2 separate regions of the Muntiacus reevesi genome follow, and region 2 is linked to region 1. Evidence: chromatin contacts called from public Hi-C data. All regions are on one chromosome and are shown on one strand. Each heading gives the region's core, a stretch centred on a gene start, on an enhancer-like site or on the middle of the called end of the contact. The rest is flanking DNA. Distances are from core to core; before and after follow the strand shown.

The links. Hi-C and Micro-C count contacts between places; a contact is called where the count stands out from the background.
Region 2: a Hi-C map of blood shows a contact between it and region 1, with 5 times the contacts expected there. The contact joins the promoter of AMMECR1L here to the promoter of IWS1 in region 1. A contact is called at or near these places in 2 of 3 Hi-C or Micro-C datasets (blood and muscle).

Annotation. Positions count from the first base shown.
Region 1 is chr3:264,115,019-264,120,232 of mMunRee1.1, forward strand. IWS1 (interacts with SUPT6H, CTD assembly factor 1) reads right to left here and starts at 2,369. Exons shown (of 15, transcript XM_065931964.1): 1 at 1,953-2,369. The coding sequence starts at 1,986.
Region 2 is chr3:264,510,131-264,515,148 of mMunRee1.1, forward strand. It overlaps AMMECR1L (AMMECR1 like), which reads right to left and starts at 2,120. Exons shown (of 8, transcript XM_065931984.1): 1 at 1,855-2,120; 2 at 224-333.

The DNA.
Region 1 (5,214 bases), core at 1,119-3,618:
GAAATAGTGTATAAACTCCTGAAAGTAAAAGTATATACTACTATACTATTATAAAAAAAATTGCTACCTATCTTTAACCAATACTTTAAAAATACAAAGAAAAATTGTACTGAGAGGAATTTAGAGCTGTTGGAGGATACAGGAAGTCTTGGTTAAAAGTTTAATAAAAACAAAATTTAAAATATGAACCAGCTAACTACAGGGAAACCAAAAAACAAAAAAAGTTTAAGAATGAAATCACTATCATACTAGTGAACTATTCTACTCAGCTAAGGAGTATTGAATATACATATATTTAACCTTTTTATTATATGGTATATTAAAAAGCAGAGACATTATTTTGCCAACAAAGATCCATCTGGTCAAGGCTATGGTTTTTCCACTGGTCATGTATGGATGTGAGAGTCGGACTGTGAAGAAAGCTGAGTGCCAAAAAATTGATGCTTTTGAACTGTGGTGTTGGAGAAGACTCTTGAGAGTCCCTTGAACTGCAAGGAGATTCAACCAGTCCATCCTAAAGGAGATCAGTCCTGGGTGTTCACTGGAAGGACTGATGCTGAAGCTGAAACTCCAATACTTTGACCACCTCATGCGAAGAGTTGACTCATTGGAAAAGACCCTGATGTTGGGAGGGATTGGGGGCAGGAGGAGAAGGGGACGACAGAGGATGAGGTGGTTGGATGGCATCACGGACTCAAGGGACATGAGTTTGAGTAAACTCCAGGAGTTGGTGACGGACAGGGAGGCCTGGCGTGCTACGATTCATGGGGTCGCAAAGAGTCGGACACGACTGAACAACTTAACTGAATAAAAAAAAATTTGAAGTATAAAGAAAAGTTATGCTTCAACGGTCAGAATTGGGGTAAGGAGGGTCAGAAGAGGTTAAAACCCTGTCCTAGCATAATAGGAAATAATTACAGAATGCCTAAAAATGATGCAACAAGATAGCATAAGTTAGGAATACAGGGATAAACATCAAAAAAACGCTAAAAAAAAAAGTCAGGAAATTGCTAACTTTTCATGTCTTTCAGCATATTAAATTTAAAAACACAAATGAACTGACAACTATTTTGAAAACATGAGGAAAACGTTTAAAGCGAAACAGCAGAATATGTTTGGAAACGTGTTTGCAGTCACTGCTATTCGTCGTCATATATTAGAATCTATGTGAACGCAAAACAGAAAAGAAGGTAGTTATGCTTAGAAATTTATTTAAGCACTTCTGACAGACAATACTCACTGGAACTAGAACACAATAGGAAAGCAAAAGTAATGTTTTTATTCCCCATGAGGTTCTGCCTTATTCGTTTTGGGTTCCCCAGTGCCCAGCACTGCGTTAACAGAGTGGGGCCGCGTGTTTATAAACAGAAAAAGAAAGAACTTAAGGGAGGAGAAAGGGGAAAGATCTCAAGTTGAAGGAAAGGCACAAAAATCACTAGTAAGCCCCAGAGGTACACACCTTATTCTAAAATACGTATACAACTCAACTCCGATGTTTTCTTTAATGGGAGAAACTAGTTTGCAGGCGTAGTCAAACCAGTTTCAACTCCAAGTGAAAAGTCTAGGTAAGATCATGCACCCCCACTGAACAGCTAGCTCCCCGGGATTCTCGAAAATCACTCTCAACTGCTCAAACAAATTCCCTATCAAGAGAGGCCATTCCTAATACTTTGCACACAGTAAGCATTTGATATATACAAGGGGCTCCCAGTTCAGCAACATCCTTCGCCGATCTGAAAGACGGCTTTCCGTCCAGAATTCCCTCTCCAAGGTTCTAACTTCTGGGTCCGCAGCCGGGCTGCCAGCTCTCCCCGCTACGCCTCAGTCAACATCAGACTGAGTCCCGGGAGAGGTTTCTGGGGCTTCCTTCTCTTCCCCGCGGGAGTGCGTGGCCAAGCCCGATCGAGAAACCGCACCGCCCCCCAGCCCTGTCCCCTACGTCCCTGCCTCACCTGACTGGTCGCCGCTGTAATACTCCGAGTCCATCGCAGGCGGCTCTAGGCGGGGAGTGTCTGGGCCCCGCGCCGCCCCCGTCACTTCCTTGCCGGCGCTGTGACCACCGATAGCGCGGCCCGGGGCTCAGAGGCTCCCGCCCAACTGGAGCTTTGGGAGACTGCGGAGAGTAAGGCAGCAACGGCGGCAGACGCGCACACTTGGACCTACAAACGCCTGCAGAAAAGGCCGTACCCTGCTGGCGACCAAAGCGCGCGGGTCAGTGAGCTACTTCCCAGAAGCACCTCTGGGCCAAAATGGCGTCTGCCCCCACCCTCAAAAGAATGCAGTGCGCAGGCGCTGTCACATGACATCTGGCCAATGAGAAGACTCAACGGTATGACACACGGCATTGGCCGGAAAGGAAACTTGTGGGGAAATTGAGCGGGAGCCCCGACTGCAATTACAATCTTCTTGGAGGAATCTGGTCTGTTCCCCATGGAGATGAGTGTTACTTTATGGGTTCTCCGCCCGTGCTTTGTTTGAGTACCATCTGGAGTATTGTTCCGAAAAATGAAGACTCGCTAAAATTAAATTTTCCATCATACGGAAATTAACTATCGTTCCCATCAAGCAGCGACGCGCTTGATTCCCGCCCTTAGGACGGGAAGTGGCGCGTTTTCTTCTGGGACTTGTAGTTCGAAGCCTAGCGAGCTATGATGTGTTACTAAGTGACCTGATCAAAAGAGCCTCTTTTCAAGGCATTTTTCGTCCTTTCTTTTTAAAAAGTTACGACTTAATTTCCATCTTAAGAAACCATTTGGTTTACAATAGGAAGTACAGGTTTTTGCTTCCAGGAGGGTTCCCGGATGAAATCTTGCTGAAGTGAAACTGTTGAACTTCCCTTGAGCCCTACATGCTTGTGAGAAACAACAATGGTTGAGAAACTAGCATGTCAGAACGCGGACTTTAAAGAACCATCCCTCTTCCTATCTCTCAAGTAAAGGTTATTCTCCGCTCTTTTTCGTGAGACCTGTAAGACTTAGAGATGACCGCCTAGTTTACCCATGACAAGGCAGAAGACCTTTCCCCTTCCTTCTGAACCTGCTCAGATCTTGCAACTTTCTGTTCCTGACTTTGCCCCTCTAAAACTAGTGCTATGCTGTGCTTAGTCGCTCAGTCGTGTCTGACTCTTTGAGACTCCAGGCTCCCCTGTCCATGGGGATTCTCCAGACAAGAATACTGGAATGGGTTGCCATGCCCTCCTCTAGGGGATCTTCCCAGCCCAGGGATGGAACCCAGGTGTGCTAGCAGATTCTTTACCGTCTGAACCACCAGGGAAGCCCAAGAATACTAGAGTGGGTAGCCTATCCCTTCTCTAGGGGAACTTCATGACCCAGGAATTGAACAGAAGTCTCCTGCATTGCATGCAGATTTTTTTCCAGCTGAGCTACCAGGGAAGTCCCCAAATAACTAGATGCTGGAATAAACATTTTTCTGTTCTCGTTACTGTTTGAAACTTCTGACTGCAAATCAATCACAACTATAAAGCATCACACATTCCTTCCTAGGAAAGTCTCAGACAACCCCATGTCCCCTGTACTAGATACCCTGATCTTCATATCTGGTGTACTCTTCCTATTGCAATACCCTGACTAAAGTCGATTTTCTTGCTTTTTTTTGTCTTAAATGGAAAAGACAATATTACTGCCTTTAGATTGGAGGAAGTATAGGAAATATTCCCTAGGAGGTGTAGCCTTGCAGAAATAGGGCCTTTCGTTAGTTGGCAAAGCATACATCTTGGACTGGATTTCTAGGCATACCTAGCCTGCTATAAGGACCCATGCGGTGCCCTGAAAAGTCCACATTCTACCTTGGAGTTCAGATTTATGAATTTTATGATGTTAGCTATGTTATGCAGACAAGGCAATGGCAACTCACTCCAGTACTCTTGCCTGGAAAATTCCATGGATGGAGGAACCTGGGAGCAGTCCATGGAGTCGCTACAAGTTGGACACGACTGAGCAACTTCTCTTTCACTTCTCACTTTCATGCATTGGAGAAGGAAATGGCAACCCACTCCAGTGTTCTTGCCTGGAGAATCCCAGGGACAGAGGAGCCTGGTGGGCTGCCATCTATGGGCACAGAGTTGGACACGACTGAAGTGACTTAGCAGCAGCAGCAGCAGCTATGCTATGAATTCTCAGAATGTCATTAGTGAAACCACATCCCAGCTTTGATAATCCTGGAACCATTGTTAACCAGTCAGATTACTTTGCAGAACCCAGTTCTAGGCTACAGAAAAGGACATGGAAAGGAAGAGAGAGGGATGGTTTCTCTAGAAATTACCGTTTTCTTGCAAGAAAATTCATAGGCAGTCTTTCCCCTGTACATACAGTGGAAAATAGCTTTGAAGTCCCAGTATACCCCTTCAGCTGTAGGAATGACATCTTCTTAAGCTATTGTGAGAATTATAATAGCAAGGAATTAACAGTGCCTGGAACTAAAGGTAGAAAATTTAAAAATTCATTTCCTTCCATTTAGTAGAAAAGGGCCCAGGATCCACCTTTCTTCCAAAGAGATCAACCTCTCTTCTAAGAGGTTGTACCTGTGTAATAAGGTGAGTGAATAGGGTAGAAATCCAAGAAGAGAACCCACTGCAAATCCTGTCAATAAAGATCTTGTAGTTTCACCAACGTATACAACCAACAGCTATGAAAGTAATTGGGCTAAGCAATGCAATTACAAAAGGATAATGACTGAATTTTAACATAAAAATTCTAACTGTCCTGATGGTTTAGAGAATGGAGAAGTAGAAGCAGACTTAACAGAGCATAATGTGCAGAGAGTCAGAAGGCTGTAAGGAAAGTGTCAGATCTATGTTTTATACTCAAGAAGCCATTAACTTAGTGGGACAGGACAGGCTTTTTGAAACAAACCTAAGAGTCTTAGTTAAAGCATTGTGCTTGCAAATGCAAACACAGCTCCAGGAGAGTTTTCCAGAGCCCCATTCCACCAGGTGGCTGTCTTTCAGAGCCTCCAAAGGACAGATCTTGGAGCAGAACAGATAGGCTTTCTGAGTCTTGGTTGCCTTGCATTTTGAAGACCACCATCTCTCTCCACTCCTCGTTCCAGTCCCAGCACAGCTGGTGGTAGAGAGGCCACTCAGCAGGGAGGCTGTTTTTTCTAAGTATACTAAAGATAGAGAAGAGACATGAGAGACATGGGAGAAATGAGCTGTGGCAGTCCTGAACTCTGTTTCCCTTGACTGACAACCATGCA
Region 2 (5,018 bases), core at 870-3,369, 390 kb after region 1:
CTCTAATAGGATTATGGAAAATAAACTTGTTTTTTACCAATTAAAATTATTTTAAAAGCGAGAAAGTGGAAGGATTCATCAAGTTTAGGACACTCATGTAAGTAGAAAAACAGAAATGAACAAAGTAAACATATATTCTAGTCCAAGCACAGGCCTAAAACCAAATAAACAAAAAATAAAAGCAACACAATTCCATTCTAAGTATGTCCAAGGTAATACTCACTGAAAGCAGAAAGTTTGTATTGTCAGGGGAACAGCTATAACAGAGGAGGGGAGCTATTTTGTCTCTGACATAAATTTTCTTCCTTCCGATTCCATTCCTTCTTCCTGTACCTAAGATGGAAACGCAGGTGCAGTGAGTGAACAACATCAAGGCGGTGCAGAGGTAAGAGATGGTTTTTGAAAGGACTACAACAGAGTAATTTCTAGGAAGAAAAAAAAAAAGCTAAGGAACAGGCTTTCCTTAATTCAAAATATTTCAAAATCTAAATATAAGGTGGCAAGGGCAGCCCCCTGCACTAAATCACCTCATTCCTGGCCTCAACACCAAGAAGGGAGGACAAGGAAGATTAAAGGTTTTATTGAACCTGAACATGAAACACACATTAAAACTTCCTCCCCTCACCACTAATTTAGATCAAAAGTTGCTCTCAGGCCAAGATACACCATCTCAAGGCTCTCTACTGGTTTCAGACTACAAACAAGATTCCCAAATCCTCTGCAAATGTGGTGCGGAAGGATTACTGGACCGCATGTCAGAGTCCCGAGGACAGGCCATCTTGTTATCCCAGTTGGAGATAACTGTCCGTAACAGTCCGTCATCATTACTCTTAGGCTGGCATGAATCTCTTCATAATCTCTTCATCAACTCTCCCCACCCCCCAGTAGTAGATATCTGAGTTATTCCCAAAGATGTAAACAGGAGACTCCAGGCCCCACCCACTCTATCCAAGGAGAGGGCAGTGAAAGAGGATAGGCCCAGAGGGATAAGGGTGAGAGAGTGTGGCAAAGTGAGGAGTTCAGATCAGGACAGGGAACGGAGGAGGGCAAGTAATGAAGGGCAAAATCCACAGCCTGGGAAGGAGGGAGGAATAAAACCCACTGAGTATCAGGTGGAGAGTTGATGGAAATAGGTGCTTTGGGTGGATAAGGAAGGACAGAATCAAAGTGGGGTTTAAAAAAAAAAAAGATTAATGAAAGGCGAGTGCGTGCGTGTTGAAGAGTTTAGCAAGCAAAGGGCGAGATACAGGGGGGAGAGAAGAGATCGGAGCGGGGAGGGGCGAAGCGGGCAGAGAGAAAGGTAAAAGGTAAGAAAAAGGTGATGGTAAGAAAAAGGCGCGGGGCGCCAGGAGGATTCGGGAGACGACCCAGCGACGGGTAGGGCAGCTAAGGCCGAGCCGCGGGGGTGGAATCCAGACGCCAGGCGGGGGAGGGGGCGACGGGACGGGGGGCGAGGGCCGCCAGGAGGCGCCGGAGACCACCAAACTTTATACGACCCGAGACTGTTTCCAGGAGGGAGTGTAGAAAGAGTGGGAGCCTCGCCTGGCCTCGCCCGGCCTCTCCGCGCGGCCCGGGGCAGGGGTGTCCGCCCACCCCCTCCCCAGCGCGTCCCCCGACCCTCCTGCCCCCGGTAGGCACACGCGGCCCGCAGGCCCAGCCTGCCGCCTCCCTACCCGGCCGCTCAGAAGCCCCTCCCCCACGCTGCCCCGGGACCCTCGCCCCGAACCTGGGGGACCCGCTCCCCAGCCCCTCCAGTCGCCGCGGAGTGAGGAGGCCCGGAGGGCACGGCGGCAGATCGTGAGAGGGCGGCCCGGCGGGGCGGGAAGAGGGCGCGGCGCGGACCGAGTTTCCCACCTTTTCTCCTGGCCCAGACGTAGCCGGGGCAGACGGGACCTCTCGCGCTCTGCCTCCTCCTCCTGCTTCATGGAGCCATGCGCCTGGGTGGGGGCTCCCGAGAGAAGCGGGCCGCGGGCGGGCCGGACGCGCGGCGCGGACGGGGCGGGGCCAAGAAGGCCGGCAGGGGGCGGGCGGAGGAGGAAGCGGCGGGGCGGCGGTGGCGGCAGGGAAGAACTGCTAGAGGTATTCCCCGGGCAGCTGGAGGACTGAGCCGAGTCGGGACCCGAGTCTTCCGGTATCCCAGCAGCCACCGGAGGCAGTGAGGTAATGGAGGAAGAATGTAGGGAGTCCTCCAGTGGACCACACGCCCTCTAGCGAGGCGCCAAAACCATAGAGATTAGGGGGCCGCCGGAGCACCGCCCCGCTACTGTCACGTGGCCTAACTCTGCGTACTTTATTGGCTGGCGCCGACTCTACTGGGTTGAGTTTAGGAGACTGCTTCCTATTCTTGTGGCGAAATCTCAGGCAGTTGGAATAAAGAGGGGAGGACAGTGAGGCGCGAGAGGAGGTTTGCAGGCTGCTTCCCCCCCAGGTCGTTGAGCGGGCCGAGAGGTGCGCTGGGCTGTCTGGCCGGCCGGCGCAGAGCACGCCGGATCCCCTTGGCTTCTGCGAGCGAGTGCAGAGCGCGCCGGGAGTTGTAGTGCGGCCGGCTGGGCGGCGTTGTCCGCCGCGACGAGGCCTGAGTGCCAGCTGGGTATGCCAGCCCGGGTGCCCGGGCCTCGCAGCTCCGCCCTCTCCCGCGTTAGAACCCAAGCGCCGTGGCGCGCGTCGCTTCCCCCGACCGAGCCGCAGCCTTAGAAAGCAGCCAGAAAGGGGCAGCTCAGACCAGCCTTAAATGAAGCCGACCCCCTGGCTCTGGGCAGATCCGCGGGAGAGATGTTTCAGGCTCTGGGCCAGTCTCCTCATGGACGAGAAAGAGCAAACCAAACCCGGGTGGTGCCAACAGCCCATCTCTGTCTTGACCCTCTGCGTCCCAGTCTGGAGACCACGCAGGTGGAATTGCCCACAGTACAGGCTTAATTCAGTAGGTCGACTAAGCACATTCCTCAGTACTGGCAGGGCAGGGGCCTCAAAAAGAGCACTACAAAAACCAGCTTTTTAAAATTAGGAGTAGATAGTTGTAATTTCAAATATTTGCTATTTCATATGATGACTTAGCACTCATTTTAATTCCAGATGGAGTTGCACTAAAAGTCTTATTTCTGCCTTGCTCCCTCACCTTAACCAAATAGTTCAGGCTCTGCAGCAAAAGCATGCTCTGTTTCAAAGCATTTCCAGTCTTGCCAAAAACACAGTCAAGCCCACAGTTTTGTTTATGCACAAAGGAATCCTAACGTGTTTGTCCTCAAGGAGCAAAGACAAGTATCTAGTAAAATATGCAAATCATATCTTAACAGTGAAGCTTTCCAGCAAAAACCTTCTGCTCTGGAATGCATAATGTACTAAAGCATAATAAGATCTACTACTACAGACTTTTAGCTTAATTACCTGTACGCAGCAAAAACCGAGGAAACGGAGTGATTGGTGCCTCTCAGACCTGGAACTCTCAGAAAACCTGGCAAAGCGCAGCAGTGGGAAGAAGAGACGATGATGCCTTGCAGAACAGGAGGTCGATTTTTTTTTAAGCCATCTATAGCAGTTTTCATAATTCCTGTCAGTTTTGACGCGCTTATCTGTTGTTGAGGCCCACGTTGGCCAGTTTCTAACCTCTTGTCAGACTGAAAAACTCCAAATTAAATAATCCCATGGTCTAGAGCCAAAAGCAGGAGGCAGCAAGCCAGAGATCGTTTGTTTGTTTCTGAAGAAGATCAGATATTGACTTTAAATAATTGCAGTAAGTTTTACATAGTGAAGGTCTTTCCAGCTGAAAGTTTTAAAACATGGCATCTGGAAAAGGGCCTCAGTCTATTGCTCCCAGGGTGGTACTATGTTATCATTGAGCAATCCACAGATAGGGAAGTTATTGCTCCCTGGTTATGAAGCTGCCAGGAGGTAAATGATGGAACCAGGTTGAATTTGAAACACTCTCAAATTAAAAAACAACAACAAAAAAAAAAAACCTTGCCTTGAGCTGTGAAAAGGCTTTTACTGAGAAGTAGGACCCATATATTGTTGCTGTTGTTTACTGAGGCCTAAAGGCAAAGGGTTAGGACTTTTTAAAAAGTCACTTTGGGGTCACTTCATATCAGCAAGCAACAGTCTGAACTGGTGCAAAAAATAAACAGTGAAATTAGGATTAGGAATGAGGAAGAAACGAGAGCAATTTACGCCATAAATGTAGAAGGGCCTGTGTCTTACTGTCTCACTTCTTGCACATGATTCAGAAACCTGGTACATAGTAGGCATACAATAATTATTTGTAGCCTGAATGATTAAGTGAAGAAGAAAGCCAGAAAGCAGTGGGAAAGTAATTTATTAGTAGTTGGGAAAGGGGAAACTACAGGAGAGCTAAGTGTCTCAAGCACTATGCATGGTCCTGAAATGTCACCCTAATCTGTACCACTCTATCAAAATACCCTCAGATCAAATCGTCTGTCTCCCTGTCTTTCCATTATTCTGACCTTGAATGGTTAAGAATAAATGGTAATGTAAGAGATTAGATCTTAATTGTTTCCACCACAAAAAAAGAAATGATCATTAGGTCACATGATAGAGATATTAGGTAACTCTCCTGGTGGTAATCATAGTACAGTTTAAATGTGTCAAACCAACACATTGTGTACCTTAAACTTTTGTTAATACAATGTTATATGTCAATTATATCTCAGTATTTTAAAAAGTATGTTATAGGTCAATTATATCTCAATTTCTAAAATAATGAATAAGAGAGAATGGAGGGACTTCCCTGGTAGTACAGTGGATAAGAGTCCGCCTACCAGTACAGGGGACACCGGATCGATCCCTGGTCTGGAGGGAGGATCCCACATGCCCCTGAGCAACTAAAGCCCATGCACAGGTACTCTAGAGGCCAGGGGCCGCAACTACTGAAGCCCACATGCCCTAGAGTCTGTGCTCTGCAACAAGAGAAGCCATGCAGAGAAGCCTGTGCACCGCAACAAAGAGTAGCGGTGCAAGTAGAGAAAGCCTTCACATAGCAACGAAGACATGTACAGCCAAAAAAA